Regions from separate parts of the Capsicum annuum genome. Here region 2 is linked to region 1. The links are chromatin contacts, called in public Hi-C maps. All regions are on one chromosome and are shown on one strand. The core of a region is the stretch at or near the end of the contact, and the rest is flanking DNA. Distances in the headings are between cores, read along the strand shown.

Region 1 (5,365 bases), core at 2,683-5,182:
TTTTAACTACAAATTCATATATACAAACATAATAAATTTTTGATTTTTTAAATTTGAATATTTCTAACAAATTCACAAAAAATTTAATTTTTTTCAAGCGAAATTTACTATTTTTTTTCAATATTCACTATCACCCACTTTCAATTAAAATTTAAATTTTAATCCCCAAAAAAATAAAAAGATTTCAAATTTAAATATTAAAATAAAAAATAAAAAGTGAACGTGTGTGGGGGGAGGGGGGCTAGAAGAGTGTTGGGATGGGGTGTGGGGGCTGGAAGGGGCTGGGGTAGGGACAGGGATAGGAGGGGTATGGGGGCTAGGGGTGGGGTGGAGAGGGGCTGGACGGGGCTGGTGAGGTGTGAGGGGGTGGGGACGGGGCTGGGTGGGGGAAGATGGGGCGGGGTAGGCTGTGGGGGGGGGGGGGGGAAAGGGCTAGGCAGGTGTTGGGGTGGGGTGGGGAGGATGGGGGTAGGGTGGGGTGTGGGAGTGGGGACGGGCTGGGGTAGGGAGGGAAAAATATATATTTATTTTTTAAAATTTTTTTAAAAAAAATTTAAATTATTTTTAAATTTTTAAAATATTTTTAAATTTCAAAAGATGAAGGAAAAAAAAGGACCCCTTTTTATTTTTTTAAAATTTTTAAAAATATTTTTAAATTTAAAAAGATGGAGGAAAAAAAGGACCCTTTTTAATTTTTTTTTAAATTTTAATATTTTTTTATTTTTTAAATTATTTTAATGTAAAATTGGCCAAAAATTAACCCCCACTCGCACCCCCAGGGGAGTGGCTACACTCTCTTTGTCCGAATCACCATGACCAGGTCAACAGTCAAAGGGTGCAAAATATTACTTTTTGATGGATTCAAAAGTCCAGATGACAAACATGTAAGTAGAAATATCAACTTACAAAACTGTCATTATACAGAGGTCTAGAAAGTCATTTTCACAATTATTATTAGTTGGAGTTATGTTTATCATCGTTTTAAAATTATCAAATTATTTAAAAGTTAATTACAATTAAATTATTATGATAAGTACGATCTCATGACCACCTCTCATTTAATTGTTAGCAACGAGGACAATGTTGATAACTTGATGCATTTATATATTATTCTTTCTCTCTTTATTTTACTTGTTATTTTTAACATGATATATTTATTCAAAAAATAATGATTACTATAGCAAGTTTATAATATTATTCTATTAATTGATATTTAATAATAAGAATTGAAAAATAGTTTAGAATAAGTAAATAATGTTATGAATAAAATATGATTTTTTTAACCTATCTAAAATATCAAATTAAAAAATAAGTGAAAATAAATTCAAACGAAAAGAGTACTTAATTAATGCCTATATTTGTTTTCAATAAATATACAACTAATATAATGTTTTGTCCAATCAAATCTTAGACACACTCAATATTTTATTTTTCTACGAGTACAACTGTATGCTTATTACATCAGCTTAGCTACAACTGTATGGTATACACGTAACGTCAAACCATTTTTAATTTACTACAGTTCAGATTATTTAACGCATAAGATGAAACGAGAGTAAATTTCCTAGATGGTCACTCTTATTTAAGAAATTGTCTATAAATATTATTTTTATTTTATTTAGGATAAGAATATTATTTAACTTTTTTTATTTTTCTTAAAATATACTTAACACCTCAAAAGCCTCTCTCTCTTACTTGAAATTTCATGTCATTAAAATTTCTTTTTTTTGGATAAATAGATCTATTTAACTCATCAAACTAATTTAACTAAAGTTTTATCCTAATTTTTTTTTAAATATACATGATATACCAATCATTGAAGATTAATTTAATTACACCAAAAGCTTGAATTATTTTATTTGATATGTACTTTTCAAATTTTTCTTTTATTAACTTATTTATTTCACCACTAAATAATATTTAAAATTCAAGTACTCACAAAATTTGGTACTCTTTTAATTTTTTTAATTATTTATTTTATATATTAAAGATTCTTAAAATCTAAAAGAAATAAAGCGATCGATTTCATATTTTAGACATTAAATTTGTTATTTACATGAGAATAAAAGAATAAAATCTACTTTTGAAATTACACAAAAGAGTTTTTGGATTAATATAATCCAAAAATATTATATTTCCTTCAAATATAGAGTAATAGAGAATAAAATAATATAATTTGTTATTTAAAAGTATTGATGGCAAACCTACGATTTTTTTGTTGCCAAACAAAATTCAATAAATAAAATTTAATATGTATTATTACTTGAAAAATTTAATTTGGACATAGATTACTTGCAATTTTTATGCAAGATAATTTTGGTAAATATATAGTGAAAAGATGATTTTTTTTTTGCAGATTTTTTACAAAGAATTGCCCATAAATAAATCATTAAATTCGTAAGATAAAACATAAATTTATTAAAAAAACTATTATTTTTAATTTAGTTTCTTCACTTTTTTTGTGATCAATTTATATTTTATTTTATTTTATTATACAATTAAACACTAATTTATATCCGTACTCTATTCTAAATCCATCTAAAGCAAAGAATAATTGATGGAGTAATATTTAAAAAATCCATTTGGAATAGTACTAAAGAAGATATGATTTTGTTAATATTTCTTAAAAATTTTAATTTGTTTCAAGACTACATAATTTTTCTTTCCTTCAACAAAAGAAGATTTTATTCTGTTATTCTCATATAAATATCAAACTTAATGTCTAAAATATAAAATTTATCGTTTTATTTCTTTTACATTTAAGATTTTTTAGTATACAAAATAAACGACAAAAAAAATTATAGTGTCAATTCGTATAAGTACTTGTATTTCAAAACTATTATTAGGTGGTGAAATAAATAAGTAAATAAAAGAAACTTTGAAGATTACATATCAAATAAAATAAACTAAGCTTTTGGTGTAATTAGATTAATCTTCAATGATTAATATATCATCTGTAATTTAAAAAAAAAATTAGGACAAAACTTTAATTAAATAAGTTTTATAAGTTATACATTTATAAAATAAACAATAAAAAAATTTAATGATTCCAAATAAAAGAGAGAAAGATTTTGAGATGACAAGTATATTTTAAGAAAAAAAGAAAAAGTTGATGATATTCTTTTCCTAAATAAAACAAAAGTAATATTTATAGGTAATTTGAATTTACGACTAGATGCTTCTCCACATCTTACTCATGACAGAAATTTTAATGCATTAAATTTTTGACTTATTTTGGGTTATATTTCATTGAGTGGATTGTATGTTAAAAATAATATTTCTATTTTATTTCTAGAGATAAAATAGATATGCCTTCTATATTTCAGATATTTTATTTTGTGGGATTATATTTACTAAATAACATTATTATTGCATAAAATAAGTAATAGCTAGAAATAAGATCGGAATACCTTCAATATTTCATATACCCTATTTTCTAGGATTATAACCGGTGGTAATAATTTTGTTCATAAAATATAATTTTTTTATCTATTTTTATTTGTTTATTATACTAAAAATAAATATCGAATAATATTTATTTAGTTTGAAAAATTAATGAATAATTTATTTATTTAAATTTATTTTGCATTAAATGTTTGTTAAACTATGTACAAGTATGCACAACTACGGTTGGGGGAGGGAGTAACTGCGGTAGAGTTTTGAGTTTCTTATAAATACCTTCCCTCCTCTCTCCCTGTTCCACCGTCTCTTTGTCCTGCATCTCACGCTTGTCTATCCAAATAGCCATAGATTCATCAATTTTCACTTGAAATTTCTCGTGAAATCAACATTATCCCATTGATATTCAGTGTATTTCTCTCTCTTTAGCTACTACGAATTCATTTGTATCCTTCCAGAAGTTCAATACAACGAAGCTAAAGATCATCACTCATCAGTCAACGGATTTGATGACATTGGGGAGAAAATTCGTTCAGTTTCTGTAAAAACAGAAAATCAAGCAAAATTAGCAGAATTTCCGAAAAATTCTGGTGATTTTGTTTTTACGTGAGAGAAGAAGAACAGTCACGGACAATCGGACATAGTAAAATTCGAAGAAAATCAACGAAGTATCTGATACACACAGAGAAATCAATCCAAATAAGTTGAATCTTCCTGATGATTTTGTGTTTACCTTGAAAAGCATTAGAGTAACGGACAAAAATGATTCAATTTCTGCATACACACAGAAGTAACGGTAAAATTCACAGAAATTCGATTCAACTTCCGCGTATACACATTGAACTCAATCCAAATTAGCTGAATTTTTGAATTTTGCTTCTGTTTTCTAGGTAAAATTCAAAGAAATCCGATTCAGTTTCAGCAGATACACAGAGAAATCAGTCCAAAATAAACTGATTTTGTGTTTCTGAGATTCGTGAAATTTAGTGTGTGTTTGTGAAGATGTCTTTTATGAGGAGAGAATTAGAGGAAGAGAGGAATGGAAGAGATTCATCACCAAGAGAGTATAAGATGGAGGATTTCAGAGATAGTATGAAATCATTGAGAAGTAGCAGTCGATTGGCCATGATGGAGAACGAGCTAGCAACTGATTCAACTAATTCGAGGTTTAGCAGGGAAAACGTCATCAATGGCCTCAAAGGCCTTTCTCAAGGTTTCATCGTTTATCCAGATGACAGGTACGCTTCTAGATAATAAAAATATAAAATAGATAAAAAAGATAAATAATTTATTAACTTGACATCCATTTTTAATATAATAAACAAATATTTTCATATAGAGAAAGTATTGTTTAATCTCCCTCCTTCTAGTTTAACTAGATTTTGTAGCGGAATAGAAGAGATTTTCATCCTTGATTAGAAGGGGCGGTAGCGGAACTTGAATTATTTTTAATTAGAAGATTATAAAGAAGTAAAGTTGATGAGAAAAGAAAACTGAAAAATTATCTCAGAATGGCAATATTTGTGTTCATTTAATTTAGTGGGAGTTTGGCCATGTAAATCAGAAAAAGAAAAAAAAAAAGAAGATTCATGCAATTTTTAAGTTTGAAATTGAAATTGTGTTTGTCCTAGTTTTTGTAATAAACATTTAAAATTTAAATGTTATTTTATAAAACATTTTATAAAAAATGTTTTGAAAGAGTAAAAAAAATTGAAAACATGATTTTGATTGTTTCTGAAGTCGAGTATAATTTTCATGGTCACCCAAGTTCTTTTAACTGTCAATGTGCTAGTTCATATAAATTACAGGCAGAATTGGATCTTATTTTTACACATTATGAATTTGAAAATGTCGAATCGATCAATAAATTTAATTTTAAAAAATGTTATTGATTTATTGATATAGAATTTTTAGATTAAGGGATTTTAATGATTTTATAAAAAAAAATAATTATTTGGATTTCAAT
Region 2 (5,426 bases), core at 437-2,936, 420 kb before region 1:
TAATATGTATGAAAAATTATGTATCTCATACTTATTTAATAAGTAAATTTATTTGTTTTATAAGTGTATATAAGTTCATAATATATATTAAAAGAGAAGAACATTATATAATATTAAAAAGAATAAAAAAATTGTTGATAAGTAGAAAAAGGTATCTAAAATCTTCAACTAAGGTGAGTGGAGGAGGAGAGGAAGTCGAATATTCAAGTTAAGAGAGTTATTTGGTTTAAAAACAAGATTAAAGGTAGACTAAAAGTATATGAAATTACATATTAGGAGTAGTTAGCTATCATACTAAAGAGTTCTAATTGAATTCTAATTTTTAAATTTGAATTGCAGATACAATATCTTCTCAAAGATGAACTTATAATTTTTTTTTTAAAATTGTAGGTACATTTAATTGTTAGATGTATTTTATAAAATACATCTAAATGTAATTTATTGAAATATTAAATGAAATACAAGAATATAATACTACTACTAATGGTAATAAATAGTAGCAGTAGTGGTAGTACATAATATATAGGTGTATTAGCAGCAGTACTTAGTATGTGTAGTAGTAGCAGTATAATACAATTAATATGTTAAATGAGAATGCATTTTTTAAATCATAACAAGTAAAATTTTAAATTTTGTATGCCACGTAAAGCATCAATAAACAACAAATTAAATGAACATTAAAATATAAAAATTTATGTAACCTAGATTTAAATTCAGTATCTTATATTTTTAAATGTAAGAGAAAAAAGCACAATTGCCTATGAATTGTAACAAAAATGTATTCTGAAGAAAATAACTAAAATGCAGTATTTTTTTTTTTTTACAAATATTGATGAGGAATAAGGATTTTGAATTAACTTTGAGAATATAATGCATAAATTAAATAAAATAATTTCAATAAAGAAATTAACTGAAATTAGATGATAGACAAATTACTATCCATACATTTTATATTGAAGAAAAATAGAAAATACATGATTAAAAAACATAAATATATAATTTTATATTAATAAGAAAAACACTTGATAATTATATTAAGCAATTTGATAAGTTAATAAAAGTCAATATTAACAATCGAATAATATTAGATAGTGAATAATGCAATAAAGAAAAATATTGGTCAATTTTTTTTTCTTTTGATAATTATATAGTTCGTCATTTTTTTCCATATGATTTGATTGTGGGATTGTGTGGAGGGAGAGGCTGAGAGGATGGAAGAAGGATGGGGTGGCGCGGTGGTGGTGAAGGGAGAATACATAGTTTAACTAAATTAATTGAACTATGTAATTTTATGAATTATTTATTATAAAATATATTTAATATATTAATTTAAAATATATTAATGTGATATAATAAAAGTTAATTTATTATTTCAAATTAATAAGATAACATTTCTAATTACTTATTTTTTAAAAATATTGCACGGATACCTATTCTAGTTCCAAATAAAGTGAATTATTTTTTTTGATTTTCATCGCCAAATGCTTACTAAATATTGCTTAAAAATGGATTTTGTTGAAGAAAAAGGGCATATTGTGAAATTTTGGTTTGGTGATAGCTTTATACTTGATAATAAATTTTATGATGTTACTGTCCCTATTTGATCATGATTTTCCGACCCTGTCTCCGCTGGATCTGTTCTGAGAGTACCCTAAAGAAAAGGAAACTTGATGACTAAAATATTTGTGGTTTCATATTGACTGCTCTGTTCTTAAATTAAAATCTCTTGGGTGGTGGAAGATATTCAATATTCATAAATTGCTTATTCAGGATGTATGTACATTTTACTTTAAGAAGTCTGCTTTTTGAATGTATTATTAACATTATTCTTGTAGATTATTCTTCTTTGATTTCTGTTACAGCCCATTGTTTATAGTGCTTAGGTCATCGCACTAGTATTATTAACGTTATTCCTGTAGTTTATTCTTCTTGATTTCTGTTACAGCCTATTGTTTATAGTCTTAGGTCATCACGCTATCTATTGTTGTTTAGGTTACTATCTTTTTCTCTTCTGAATGCTATGTACTACTTTCCATATTAATTGTCATGTCTTCTTTGCTTTTGTATTTTCTTCTTCAAATTGCTTTGAAATGCTTTACTTGAGCCGAGGGTCCCAACCTCACGAGGTAGGATAAGGTCTGCATACACTCTACCCTTCCCAGACCCACCCGTGGGATTATACTGGGTATGCTGTTGTTGTTGTTTTAAGTCTGCATATTGAATTTCATATTGTTGGAATGTGTTGATTACTTAATATGTGTTGTTACTACATGTCTGAACAGCTGAACATATTCTTTAGGCACTGCAGAGCGGTCACCTTACTTTTTTTCAGCTGATGCTACTGGTTGCTGAATGATCGTTGTGGATACTGTTATATGTTTTGAGATTATTTGTTTGATCGCTTGTACTGAAGCCTTCCTCTATTGCTATGATTTGCAGTTTTCTGAAATGCTCCTTCAACTGAAATTATACTTCAATCGTCAAGAGCTAGGACAGGGCCTAAAAAGGAACCACAGATTGAAGTTACACATTGATTTTACTAGTAAGGTGATAAATGCGTAGTTGGGACTGGAGGACATTGAACGAGAGGAATTTCTGCTAGAAGCCTAAAATAAGCAGATTAGAGAAGTTCTTTCTTCTCTGGGTTCAAAACCACAGTGGTATCCGATCATAAACACTTCCTATAATGATTTGCCAGGCGGTTCACTGATAGCTAAAGACCGTGTTTGGTTGATGTTGATAGATGCCCTTGCGAAGGTGATTCAAGGTGAAGTTTGCTGGATCTACCATGCATATAGGTTATTGACTGTTTTACCCATGCTTGATCACTGAAATTTTTGTGATGTATGGTATGAATGAGCTTGATATACTTGCAGGGTGGTAACCCTGTTTCATAAGTCCAAGTTTATCTCGTGAAAAGATGGAAGTCTGTCTAGCAAGCATCCTGTTTGTGCGATACTATATGGTTGTGAAAAGAATAGAGACAGCTGGGGAATCCAAACTTTCAGCAGGTATGTGCTGAGCTGCAGGAAACCAGAAAAGGAGTTAAAAAACTTTGGGAATCTTGGTCTAACACCATCCACAATCAGCACTCATCACTTGTAGAACATGGTGAGATGAAAGTCGCAGGGACTGACTTACCACATTCATGATCTTGTGCATGACTTTTGTTCGATAAAAGCTAGAAAGGATAAAAAGGTGTTTGACTTGATAAGTTCAAGTGCTCCTGTCTTCTTTTTCCAGATATGATGCCAAGTTGATTGACCATTCAATTTGATCATTTGGATGGAAATTTTGTCTGGAAAGGAAAAATCCTTATGTTAAACGCCTCCTCTCTTTGAAGCTATACAAGTTTGGCAATACTCCCTCCGTTTCAAAAAGAATGACCTATTTTAACTTGTCACGAAGTTTTAAAAAAAAAAAAAAACTTTGAATCTTGTGATCTTAAATTAAAGATATGTCAAATGTACCAAAATGCTCTTTAACCTTGTGGTCTTAAACGTGTCATGTGGAAAGTTGAAATTAAAGTTGATAAAAAGGGGACGGGTCCTTTTATTTGAAACTAAAAAATAAAGTAGGTCATTCTTTCTGAAATCAAGGGAGCATACATTTTTGGGAAAGCAATCTTTCCTACAATTATCACCTAAGACATTGACGCTGGATGAAATAGGCCTTCTTGCTCATTTGATGTGCTTAAAAATTTGGACGCATGCAATGTCTCTCCATCGGTAATTCTTGAATCAAGAAGACTATGTCAGCTTAACCTTTTCTGTTTGGAAGATGCAGAAGATATTTTCAAAGGTTTCCCAAAAATCGAAGCCTTGCATTGAAGAACCAAGGGATTGTTCAGAGGAGCAGATCTTTCCAAGATTGGATGTCATTAATGAACTTGAACAAGTTTCTGCATTTCTTTCATCGCGCTACGTACTGTCAGTTTGATTTTCACTTCCTTTCGGGCTTGAGAAATTCAGAGTTGCAAGAACTTTTATCTAACATCAGACTCACTCTCAGGAGTTGCGAGACTACCCAACCTTCAACATCTGAGTCTATCACACGTTATAGTCCAGGGAGGGGATGTAACATAGAAGAAGTCACCTTCGAGAATCTCAAATTTCTAACACTGGATAAGGTGCCATTTTCTGGATGGCAGGTTAACAGAGAAGAATCCTTTCTTGTACTCGAGGAATTAAACATAGAATGGTGTGATAGGCTTAAGGATATGCCCAGACAGTTCTGTGGATATTGCTTCATTAAAGACTACCACGCTATATTGAAGCAATCAAATTAAAGATTAAGCCCTAATGATTAAGGTATATGTTGCAGATATGATGGGAGAAGACAAACTTGAGGTAATCTTCTACTAGTGAGTTCGTGCGCAAAATGGGGGCCAAATTAGGTTCTTATCTCCAGGCATTTGCTGTGAGCATCTACTTTGTAGAGCGAGCATACAAAGGCTGGCCAGAACATAGAAACCTGTAGAGGCTTCAAATGACAATTTTTATCTAACATCCGATTCACTCTCAAGAACACGACACTATCCAACCTTCAAGACCTGAGTCTATCACACGCTCTAGTCTGGTAGAAGAACACTTTTCTTCTTCCGAGTTGGCTTAGATATAATGTGGCCATAGAAGAAAATATTTCAACCATGAAATGACTTTGGAAGTGGATTTTAGTAATGACAGACACTTGTGTTCTTCATTAGAATGGGCCAGATATTCTACCCATGATGTTTTTTATTTACGTGCTCTTTTATTAGCTTCCTCTGAAAACTTGTGACTCATTGTGTTGCAGCTGTAATCATCAGTTACAACAGAACATGAAACTAGCAACTCATCATATATTAGAAAATGCTCTGATATTAAAATTCTCCTATATTATTACTGTTTTGCGGAATTTCATACCTAAACTATTGGGTGTTCACGAAACCATCTTGAACTACATTGTTCTCTAATTAAAACACCCTGATTTACTCTAGGTGATTAAAAAAATAAAGCACTATAACAAAAAGGAACGAAAACACAATTACATAAAGGGGTTACACAGATTAAATTGGGAACATCAAGAATCATCATTCTTATTTCAGAATCGAACCAATATCAGTAAACCTTTAGCTATTAGAATTATATGAAAAAGTAATACTTACAAAAAAAAACTATGATATGCTATTTTGGGTCCTGATTCTTGAATAGTTTCACTTAAGGGCGGACCTGAGAAAGTAGTTTGAACATTAAAGTTGAAGACCTAGGATCCCAATACAGACCAATTTCATCACCAACATCCAATCTACAATCATTGAACAATCCCACAATCGATAAAGAATAGTCGTCATTGTACAGCTTCCTTAAGCAAACACCTCCACCTTCATACTTCTTAGGGTCATTCTCCTCTGTTACATCCCAAACATCAACGCACACCCCGTACCC

The links. Hi-C and Micro-C count contacts between places; a contact is called where the count stands out from the background.
Region 2: a Hi-C map of bud shows a contact between it and region 1, with 3 times the contacts expected there. The contact joins the enhancer-like site here to the promoter of LOC107870960 in region 1. A contact is called at or near these places in 3 of 5 Hi-C or Micro-C datasets (bud, leaf and pericarp).

The regions. Positions count from the first base shown.
Region 1 is chr5:176,717,084-176,722,448 of UCD10Xv1.1, reverse strand. LOC107870960 (potassium channel SKOR) reads left to right here and starts at 3,932. Exons shown (of 15, transcript XM_047413274.1): 1 at 3,932-4,195; 2 at 4,290-4,637. The coding sequence starts at 4,402.
Region 2 is chr5:177,139,316-177,144,741 of UCD10Xv1.1, reverse strand. No RefSeq gene overlaps it. Among protein-coding and RNA genes, the nearest start is that of LOC124898559, 140 kb to the right of the region's middle. Within about 2 kb of position 1,686, at least 3 of the 5 cell types and tissues checked have an H3K27ac peak or open chromatin away from gene starts, as enhancers often do. A contact at or near this core is called in bud and leaf, where this site is marked.